3 separate regions of the Mus musculus genome follow, and regions 1 and 3 are each linked to region 2. The links are chromatin contacts, called in public HiChIP or PLAC-seq maps. All regions are on one chromosome and are shown on one strand. Each heading gives the region's core, a stretch centred on a gene start, on an enhancer-like site or on the middle of the called end of the contact. The rest is flanking DNA. Distances are from core to core; before and after follow the strand shown. Region 1 has its middle 66 kb from the start of Slc19a3. Region 2 overlaps Gm34286 (a long non-coding RNA gene). Region 3 has its middle 47 kb from the start of Slc19a3.

The links. HiChIP or PLAC-seq counts read pairs in DNA pulled down with a chosen protein or histone mark.
Region 1: an H3K27ac HiChIP or PLAC-seq map of extraembryonic endoderm stem cells shows a contact between it and region 2. The contact joins two enhancer-like sites. A contact is called at or near these places in 2 of 39 promoter capture datasets (the C10 cell line and embryonic stem cells), 8 of 15 datasets of contacts at CTCF or cohesin (CD8 T cells, the G1E-ER4 cell line, the NIH/3T3 cell line and 4 more), 67 of 484 Hi-C or Micro-C datasets (8-cell embryo, B cells, the Ba/F3 cell line and 26 more), 22 of 115 datasets of contacts at active chromatin or transcription factors (CD4 T cells, CD4 single positive thymocytes, CD8 T cells and 13 more) and 2 of 9 other capture datasets (embryonic stem cells and embryonic tail).
Region 3: an H3K4me3 HiChIP or PLAC-seq map of intestinal villus epithelium shows a contact between it and region 2, with 13 read pairs. The contact joins two enhancer-like sites. A contact is called at or near these places in 2 of 39 promoter capture datasets (the C10 cell line and embryonic stem cells), 7 of 15 datasets of contacts at CTCF or cohesin (CD8 T cells, the G1E-ER4 cell line, embryonic stem cells and 3 more), 64 of 484 Hi-C or Micro-C datasets (B cells, the Ba/F3 cell line, the C10 cell line and 25 more), 18 of 115 datasets of contacts at active chromatin or transcription factors (CD4 single positive thymocytes, CD8 T cells, T-cell acute lymphoblastic leukemia and 12 more) and 4 of 9 other capture datasets (adipose tissue, embryonic tail, liver and 1 more).

What each region holds. Positions count from the first base shown.
Region 1 is chr1:82,970,958-82,973,657 of GRCm38.p6, forward strand. No RefSeq gene overlaps it. Among named protein-coding and RNA genes, the nearest start is that of Slc19a3, 66 kb to the right of the region's middle. Within about 2 kb of position 1,309, at least 58 of the 459 cell types and tissues checked have an H3K27ac peak or open chromatin away from gene starts, as enhancers often do. A contact at or near this core is called in extraembryonic endoderm stem cells and pancreatic cancer cells, where this site is marked.
Region 2 is chr1:82,814,841-82,817,540 of GRCm38.p6, forward strand. It overlaps Gm34286 (a long non-coding RNA gene), which reads left to right. Exons shown (of 3, transcript XR_001779016.2): 2 at 33-467; 3 at 1,070-2,624. Among named protein-coding and RNA genes, the nearest start is that of Gm34286, 7.1 kb to the left of the region's middle. Within about 2 kb of position 1,326, at least 54 of the 459 cell types and tissues checked have an H3K27ac peak or open chromatin away from gene starts, as enhancers often do. A contact at or near this core is called in extraembryonic endoderm stem cells, intestinal crypt epithelium, intestinal villus epithelium and 1 more, where this site is marked.
Region 3 is chr1:82,990,527-82,993,308 of GRCm38.p6, forward strand. No RefSeq gene overlaps it. Among named protein-coding and RNA genes, the nearest start is that of Slc19a3, 47 kb to the right of the region's middle. Within about 2 kb of position 1,270, at least 13 of the 459 cell types and tissues checked have an H3K27ac peak or open chromatin away from gene starts, as enhancers often do. A contact at or near this core is called in intestinal crypt epithelium and intestinal villus epithelium, where this site is marked.

The DNA of each region.
Region 1 (2,700 bases), core at 59-2,558, 160 kb after region 2:
TCCTTTAATTTGGCATCTAGGATTTTATCCATTTCATCTAGATTTTCTAGTTGTACCATGTTCTGATCATTCCAGCAGGCAAGGAAAACTGGGGGGAGGGGGGGGCAAAACTAAATGTAGTCAAAATTAGAGTCACATATTATCATTTTAAACTGTTAAATAAGACAGCTTGAAACTTTCCAACACAGCATTGATCAGTAATTGTGAGCATCACACTCCTCCCAACCCCACCCCAGAGTAATCTTAACCAAGTCCTGAGAAAGTGGATGAAAGCAGAAATACAGTTTGATTGTTTCCCGAGGGCAATATTGAACATAGTGAATGCTCTTCAGAGGGACAGGAAGGGTAAGTAAGAATGTCTTGTTGCTTCAGATTTAGCTAGTGAAGAAAGAAACAGTAAATCTCTACATTTCTGCTATGATGCATGCAATTTTACTTGAATATTAAAGGGCCAGCAGAGAACGTCTATTTATTGGAAAATACACAAAAAGTGGGGGGGGGGCGCCATATTTTCTATGGAGAAGCTTTCCAAGGCTATTCCAGAATATTCCAGTCGACTATCACATAGCCCAGTGTGAAGGCTGTCAGAGCCACTCTGGGGGAGTGGGAATTAACATTAGTCTATCTTGTTAAACCAGAGAGCAAATAGTCTTCTAGTTTGCTAACATCCAGGCTCTGATATAAAAGAATAATGGCATGGGCTGGAGAAATGCCTTATCAGTTAAGAATAGTGACTCACTGAATTTTTTTTCCCTTTGTCTGTTGTGACAGTTTGGCTAGGCTGGATCAAACTTGTAATCCTCTGGCCTTAGCTTCCTGAGAGTTGGGCTTATAGCTCTGCTCCAGCACCCTTAATTTACCATACTTGATCCAGCTCTGGGAAGTGTGCATATCTTTCCCTTTTAAGATTTGAAACAGACTAACAGTATTTGGTGTCTCTAAATCCACAGGCTGGAAAGGGGCTAAGGAAGCCCTTTTTTCCCCTTTGTTCCTTCCTTTTGCAGATGGTAAAACTCAGGCTCAAAAATCTGGTGTCAAATAAAAGGAAATCTGGATTTAGAGAGAGGCTTTATTTGAAAGATAGACGGTTGCAATAGGATGAAGACATCAGAGAAATTGACAAGTATTCAAAAATCAAAGGGAAACAGGATTTTCTTTCATGGGGCAAAGGAGGGGCGAGCAGAGATGAGCAGAATCAGCAGAGGAAGCTGGACAATAGAGGGGAAAGGCTTGCTGAGGATGGACAGGAAGCTATTCCACTGTGGCAGCCAGTTGCCAGAAAGAGCTGATAAGCGCACATTCCACAACTGTGTGCTGGCTCAGGGTTGGGACCTCAGAGCTTGAGGGCAGTGAGAAATAGCCTGTCAGGGTTTGGACAACTCTTAACAGAGAGGGTGAATGGGAACCGTGGACCCTTGCTGTCTGTGTAGCACACCAGCGATCTTCAGCCTAGAATTTCCTAATCTGTAGTCTCCTCTCACTCTGATGGTGACTTAGTCTTGTGCCAATTCAGAAAGTCTAGCAAAAATGACGTCCCTCCCCTTGCCTCAGTGTTTCCTTTCGTCTCTGTGACATCGTTTCATGAAATGCCCTCAAGGTCCCTGAAAGGACTGCTCTCAAGAACTCTCTCTGCAGGATTTCTTATTGTGTGTGTGTCAGATCTTTCTCTTCTGTGTTTATTTACTAAGGGATTTCAGCTTCTTTACGGAAAGGTATGTTGGTAAACTTTACAGTCGCCTTGCCTAAACTGGTAATGCTGGCATACAACTGTAATCCCTGAACTTTGGGAGGATGAAATGGGTTGTCATGAGTTCAAGGACAGTTAGGGCTAGAGAGAAAGACCCTCTCAGAAACTAACTGAACCCATGAGATCGCTCAACACTTGCCGTACACTCCTGCTGACCTAAGCTTGAGCTCTGGGAAGAGTTCTGCAATCCCAGTGCTTTTACAGTGAGGTGAGAGGCAGGCAGAGGCAGGAGAATCTCTTTCAAGTTTTTAGACCAGCTAATGTGAAGTAGAGTGTTTGCAGAGTGGCAGGTCTCAAGAAAGACCCTGAGTCAGTAAGGCTGGAGGCAGGAAATGTTTCCTTAAAGGTCCTCTGACTTTTCCATATATGCTGTGCATGTCACACACACATACATGCACACACACAACACCACCACCACCTCTAATAATAATAATAATAATAATAATAATAATAATAATAACAACAGTAACAACAACGATAACAGCGAACAACAACAATGTAAAACAACAAACAAACAAAACAAAAAACCCCATTCATCTTAGTAGGGAAAGTTTTGATAAATTGACTTATAGTTTTACTACACTATCATAAGAATTATGTAAAAACAATGTTTAGTTCCAGTCTAACCCTAACTTTAATATCATGGTTCTCAATCAGGGTTTTTTGTTTGTTTGCATTTTCATTTTCATGGCAATATCTGAAGACACACTTGTCATGACCAGGCACATGCTGGCCTCTAGTGGTTTATAGTGATTGATTGTATGGTTCTTCCTCTCTCAGGACAGCAAACAGCCCTCACAACAAAGCCTTCTCCAGACAGAATGCCAGTGTGTGAGGATAGGAGACACTGACTTCAGTCCTGATCTGACTGGGCACATGTTTGTAGCTATCCAGCACATCCCTAGGACAAACTCATTTTATGACATACACTGTACGTTTACTAATAATGTGCT
Region 2 (2,700 bases), core at 76-2,575:
TTTTTATTTGTTTGTTTGTTTGTTTTTGACAGTGTTCGCACACGCATGAGGAGAGTTGAGTTAACACATCGGGATTATGACGTAAACCACGAGGTGTGTGGACGGTCCCGGGCAAGTGTTATTTCCGTGCTGCTGATTTCTCCTTCGAAGGCTTGCGGTTGAGCTGCTGCTTCGGTAAACTCTGGGAAGAAGAACACGCCGCTCTTCCTAGTGCCTCTGTCATCGGAATGATTTTTTAGGTCCTACTCACCAGATTTCATTGGAAAGGCTCAACATTACTCCCTAGGCTGCCACCTGGGAGGTGACACTGATCCCCCTACCTACTTGGTTCAAGTGGCTTTCTCTCTGTGTTAACCTGTCTGCAGGGCTTGCTCAGGCAAGAGGATCTGAAGAATGCCTAGTTGATGGAAATTCATCCCGCTCAAGGGTACTTAACGATGCTCTTGAAGCATTGGCGCTAGAAACCAGTAAGGGTTTTGTCCTTGCTATTGTTGATATTTTGGTTAATGTATTAGAGACAGTCTCACCATAGAGTCCAAGCTGGCCTCAAACTTGCAATCCTCCTGGTCAGTCTCCTGGGTACTGAACTTAAAGGTGATTACTACCACATCCAGGCAGAGATTACTATTAAAAGGTTGTTTGTTTGTTTGTTTGTTTGTTTGAGACAGGGTTTCTCTGGCTGTCCTGAAACTCAGAAATCCACCTGCCTCTGCCTTCCAAGTGCTGGGATTAAAGGTGTGCGCCACCACTGGCTGTTTTGTTCCCCCCCCCCCTTTATTTTTTCTATTAAAAGTAAAACCCAATGCTCACCTCACCTTCTGGAACCCTATGCTGTACACAGACCTCTCCCTCAGGATCTTCTCCCTGTGTGTTTCCTAATCGCTTGACTTGTTTCTTCTGCCTGAGACATTTCTTCCTTCCAGGGCCGTGTGGGTTTCAAACCCTGCCTCCTCCTTCCCAGAGTCTCTCCTTTCCTTATCCTTCTAGAGCAGAGGAAATTGGATTTCTCACATCATCTCACTGCCTTGTGACATTTAAGATCATTTACATTCCCTTCCTGCCCCCACAGAAAACCCTTTGGGACAAGAACTGCATCTGGTGACTCCTTCCATTCCCCAACACCACATGGCATTGGACTTTGCACACCGAGTTCGGCAGATAACACGTTAAATAAATGACCCATTAGACATCACGTCTCTGCCTGCTATTTACTCTGCCCCTGAGTGTGCCCATCTGGAGTGTGAGATAATGCCGTTAAGCTGCCCCTCCGGCCCCATCAGCAGCCCCAGGTGAGGAAAGGCAAAGGCCAGTTTCAGATCAACCCCCTGAGCTGATGTCGCAATCTTCCCTCGGCAAACACACGTCAGCATTTCTGCTTCCATATCTCTTCCTACGTATCTGCAGAAAACAGACTCCTTAAGAGAATGGCTGGTTGTTGAAATGGGAACCATTACTGAAGGCACAGCCGTGGTCTTTCTTTCCTCCTCTCTCTTTTGTTGTAAAACCCACCGACAAGTGTTTTCACAATTAGAAATAAAGACAGAGAGAGAGACAGAGAGAGAGAGAGAGAGAGAAAGAGAGAGAGAGGAGAAAGAAAAGGAATGACATCACCTAGCCCTACCCTCTTTTGTAGGGAGCACCGCCAGACAGATAAATGGCATTATCTCAAACCTTAAAGCACTGGCTGGACATGATCCTCAAGAATGGGGAGGTCCTTACAATGGTTGAGCTTTGCTGAGAATGAAGCCACGGACATGAGTTTTAGAGCTATGTCTTCACATGTATTATCAAAAGTATGCATGTGAAGCCAGGCGTGGTGGTGCATGCCTTTAATCCCAGCACTGGGGAGGCAGAGGCAGGCGGATTTCTGAGTTCGAGGCCAGCCTGGTCTACAAAGTGAGTGCCAGGACAGCCAGGGCTACACAGAGAAACCCTGTCTCAAAAAACCAAAAAAAAAAAAAAAAAAAAAAAAAGTATGCATGTGATTAACTTAACAATGCCACTGTGATTCCCAACTGCATCCAAATCTGCCCCAGAGTTCCTGATGGCTGTGAGCTTCCTAGATTTTTTAAAAATTCGCTTTACATCCCGATCACAGATGCCCTGCCTTCTCTCTTTCCAGTCCCACCCTTACAAATCCCTCCTCCCATTGGCCCTTTCCTTTCACAGAAGGGGAAGTCCCTCTTGGGTACCACTTCATCCTGGGGCATCTAGTCCCAGCAGGACTAGGCACATCCTCTCCCACTGAGGTCCAACCAGGCAGCTGAAGTAGGGAAAGGGGGCGGTTAATGGCAGGGAACAGAGACAGAGACAACCCCCACTCCACTTGTTAGGAGACCCATGTGAAAACCAAGCTGCACATCTGCTACAAATGCCTAGGGGGTCTAAGTCCAGGTCTCATTTATGTCCTGATTGGTGAACCAGGCTCTGTGAGCCCCTATGGTCCCAGGTTAGTTGACACTGTGGGTCTTCTTGTGGTGTCCTTGGCCCCTCCTACTTTCTCACTTCTATCCCCCACTCTTCTACAAGACTCCCCCGGGGCTCCACTTGATGTATGGCTCTGGGTCTGCACCTGCGTCCGTCTGCTGTTATATTGTTGAAGAAAATAAATTACATTAAAATAACCTCTTTGACCTGTTAATTTATATAAAACCATACTTCAGTTGAAATAATCCTGAATATTTTCTCTTAGAGAATAGG
Region 3 (2,782 bases), core at 20-2,519, 180 kb after region 2:
CCAGCTGTGTCTCACGGTGGTGAGGGAAGCACAGCTGCTCTTAGCTTCAGTGGTCTCAAAGCAGGAACACAGAAGCTGTACACAGAGGGAGAACAGAGTGTCAACTGGCAAGGAAAGAGGCTCATCCTGTGAGTCTAGGATTCTGGCCTTGACCTTCCCACGTCAGGAGGCTGCCACCATCAGCCACAATGTCAGCATTTCTGTTTCCCGGATAGACCCTGGCAATCACACCTGTCTTAAGCCTCCACAGAGCAGAGGGACCCAGAGTGCATTGCTTACTCTACAGTTAGGAGAGATCAAATCAGAGCTCCACATTTCAGATTAGTGAAACCTCTTCCTCTCCATGGGTTGGTGGAGGAAACTGTTACTGGCTCATGTATGAAATCACTGCTTTCCTGCCCACAGCTTCCAGGAAAATCTGGTTTTAAATTTTCCCCAATATCCGATTTTGTCAGTGACCAGAAAAAGTCTCACACTCATGGTATATTACTAGCTTTCCACTTTGGCCTCGTGCCTAGGGTCTTTCCAAGGTCATATTTCTTTTCTTTGTACCTTGTAAGAGTCTGCAATGTTCACACACTCAATGTTCTCCTATGACACATTCTTATTAATTCCTTGCTCCAAAGTTGGCTGTGTCCCCACCCTTTGACCCCATTACTTTCCTGTATCGAGGCTCCTTTTCCAGGACTACAAGTACAGTTTAATCACTTAGATCAAAGTACAGTCACCACAGTCCCTTTATTGCATTTGATAATGGCTGGTGGACATTTCTGGTGACGCAGCTCAGGACTTGCTCATGAGACACCTCTTTCAACATAGTGCCAGCAGCTGGCTCCACGCCTGTTACTGCTCTAAAGGTGGTGGGAGGGACCTGGAAAAATGGAGCCAACAAATGAGATGGACTAAAGTCTCACGCAGGAGACAACTTTATTCAAAGCATCAGACAATTTATACTCTGACGGTTAAGAAGAATCCGAAGAGTAATGTGTACAATCACAGGGACAAGTCCTTTGAGGCCCATAAGCCACATCTGGCAGAAAGAGGTTTTAACGAGTAATCTGAAGTAAACTCACTCTTATCCACTGGTTTTGGTCTCTTGTAGAACGTAAGCCCATTTTTGTGTTTAATAGGAATGCAAATGTTATGATATCTTATACAAATAGAAAGTGATTTAAATCTCAAGGAAAAATTAAATGCAGTGCCCTTTCCAGATGAGTGAATGAGTCTATTACAGTCCTAAGGTCCAGTCATAAATTATGAAATCATTAGTAAAGATAACAGGAGCTGGATCCAAGCAATCTACAAGTTGAAGCAAAGGTGGATGGGAAACATAAGACCAATACATGTGTTCAGAGGGACTCGTGACAGATGCCTTAGGTCAGCAGCAGCTAGCGTTGCCAGAAAGAGATTCTCAGGGGGCATGAGGCTCTGTGTACTCTGTAGACTTCTTCCTTGGTACACAGGACCTTAACATAGCCCCAGGTAGGCAGACTTGACTTCTCATGGTATGGTCATCATCTCCCTTTGGCCTTTAGCTGGAGATTTGCTATCTTCCTGGTGACTTCTACTATTTCCTTACCTTCCATCAATGTCTCTGATGGGCAGGGACCAGAGGAGCTGAAGAGGAACCCACAATGCTTCAGTGCGTCATTCTGCAATGACAGTTGCATAACTCTTCCCAATTTTTTTTTCAGGAGAAGTGGAAATGGACAGGTTAATGTGTTACTTGCTTATTTCCTTCTGCAATAAAATCAGGGCAGTTAGAGTGTGTACGAGTGTAGGTCAGTGGACCGTGCAACCAGGCAGAACTGGTAAGGCAGCAGCAAGCTCAGAACCCGGGTAAATCTCATGATTGAGAACGGCAGGAGTTCTCATGAGCTCCCAACCAGGTTCCTCTCCTGGAGCTCATAACCATGACATCCCACTAAGAGGACCATGACAACCGGTTGTATAGCATGAAAACCTAGATTTCTCCATGCTAATGAGCTATCTAGATAGGCCTCCAGTGTTTAGCCAATGAGCTTCCCTTCCTGGGCATCCCTTCCAGTAAAAGGCACTTAATCCTTGATCTATCCTAAGTAAGATGTACGCATCCTCATCTGCCTTGAATAAAACAGTTTGGACAAGCGAGGACTGATCATTCAAGGACGGCTGTAGGGGGAGGCCTTCATCATACAGAGCCTTGCCTAAGTCTTCCAAGTCTCCCACAGAAGGTTCTCTTCTAGTCCCTCCGTATTCCTGGCACTCCCTGGGAGCTAAGCCCGACTCTGTACCTCCCTCCCACACCCCCCCATACCCTGCTCCAATCCAGGCCTCATCGAGAGCCATTCTCAACATCTCATGGTTTCCAGTGGTGTCTGGGTACACAGGAGGGTGGGAAACATGGTCCTAGCAGCGTTTAGGTACACAGGAGTTTGAGAACCACAGCCTTTGTCCCAGCCTCTGCTGTTTTCATGGAAACACGGACTGGGACTCCTATCTTAGACTGTGTTTCACCTTCCCTGAGCAAGATGCAAGCAGCCCAGCACCCCAGTAGTGAGGAAGACACATGAATATGATTCTATTGCTGGAAATAATCCTACAACATAAGTAGAAGTCTAAATGATATTTCAGGGTTACTAATTAATCACAGTGGATGAATCAAAGCAGCCAGTTCTACCTGTTAGGCTAATGAAAACGAGGTATTATTATATCGATGAATATCTAGGCCATGAGTCCCTCCTATACCCTTGTAGAATGGGACAAGGTTGGACAAGTTTTGTAATCACAAATTCAGCTTGTA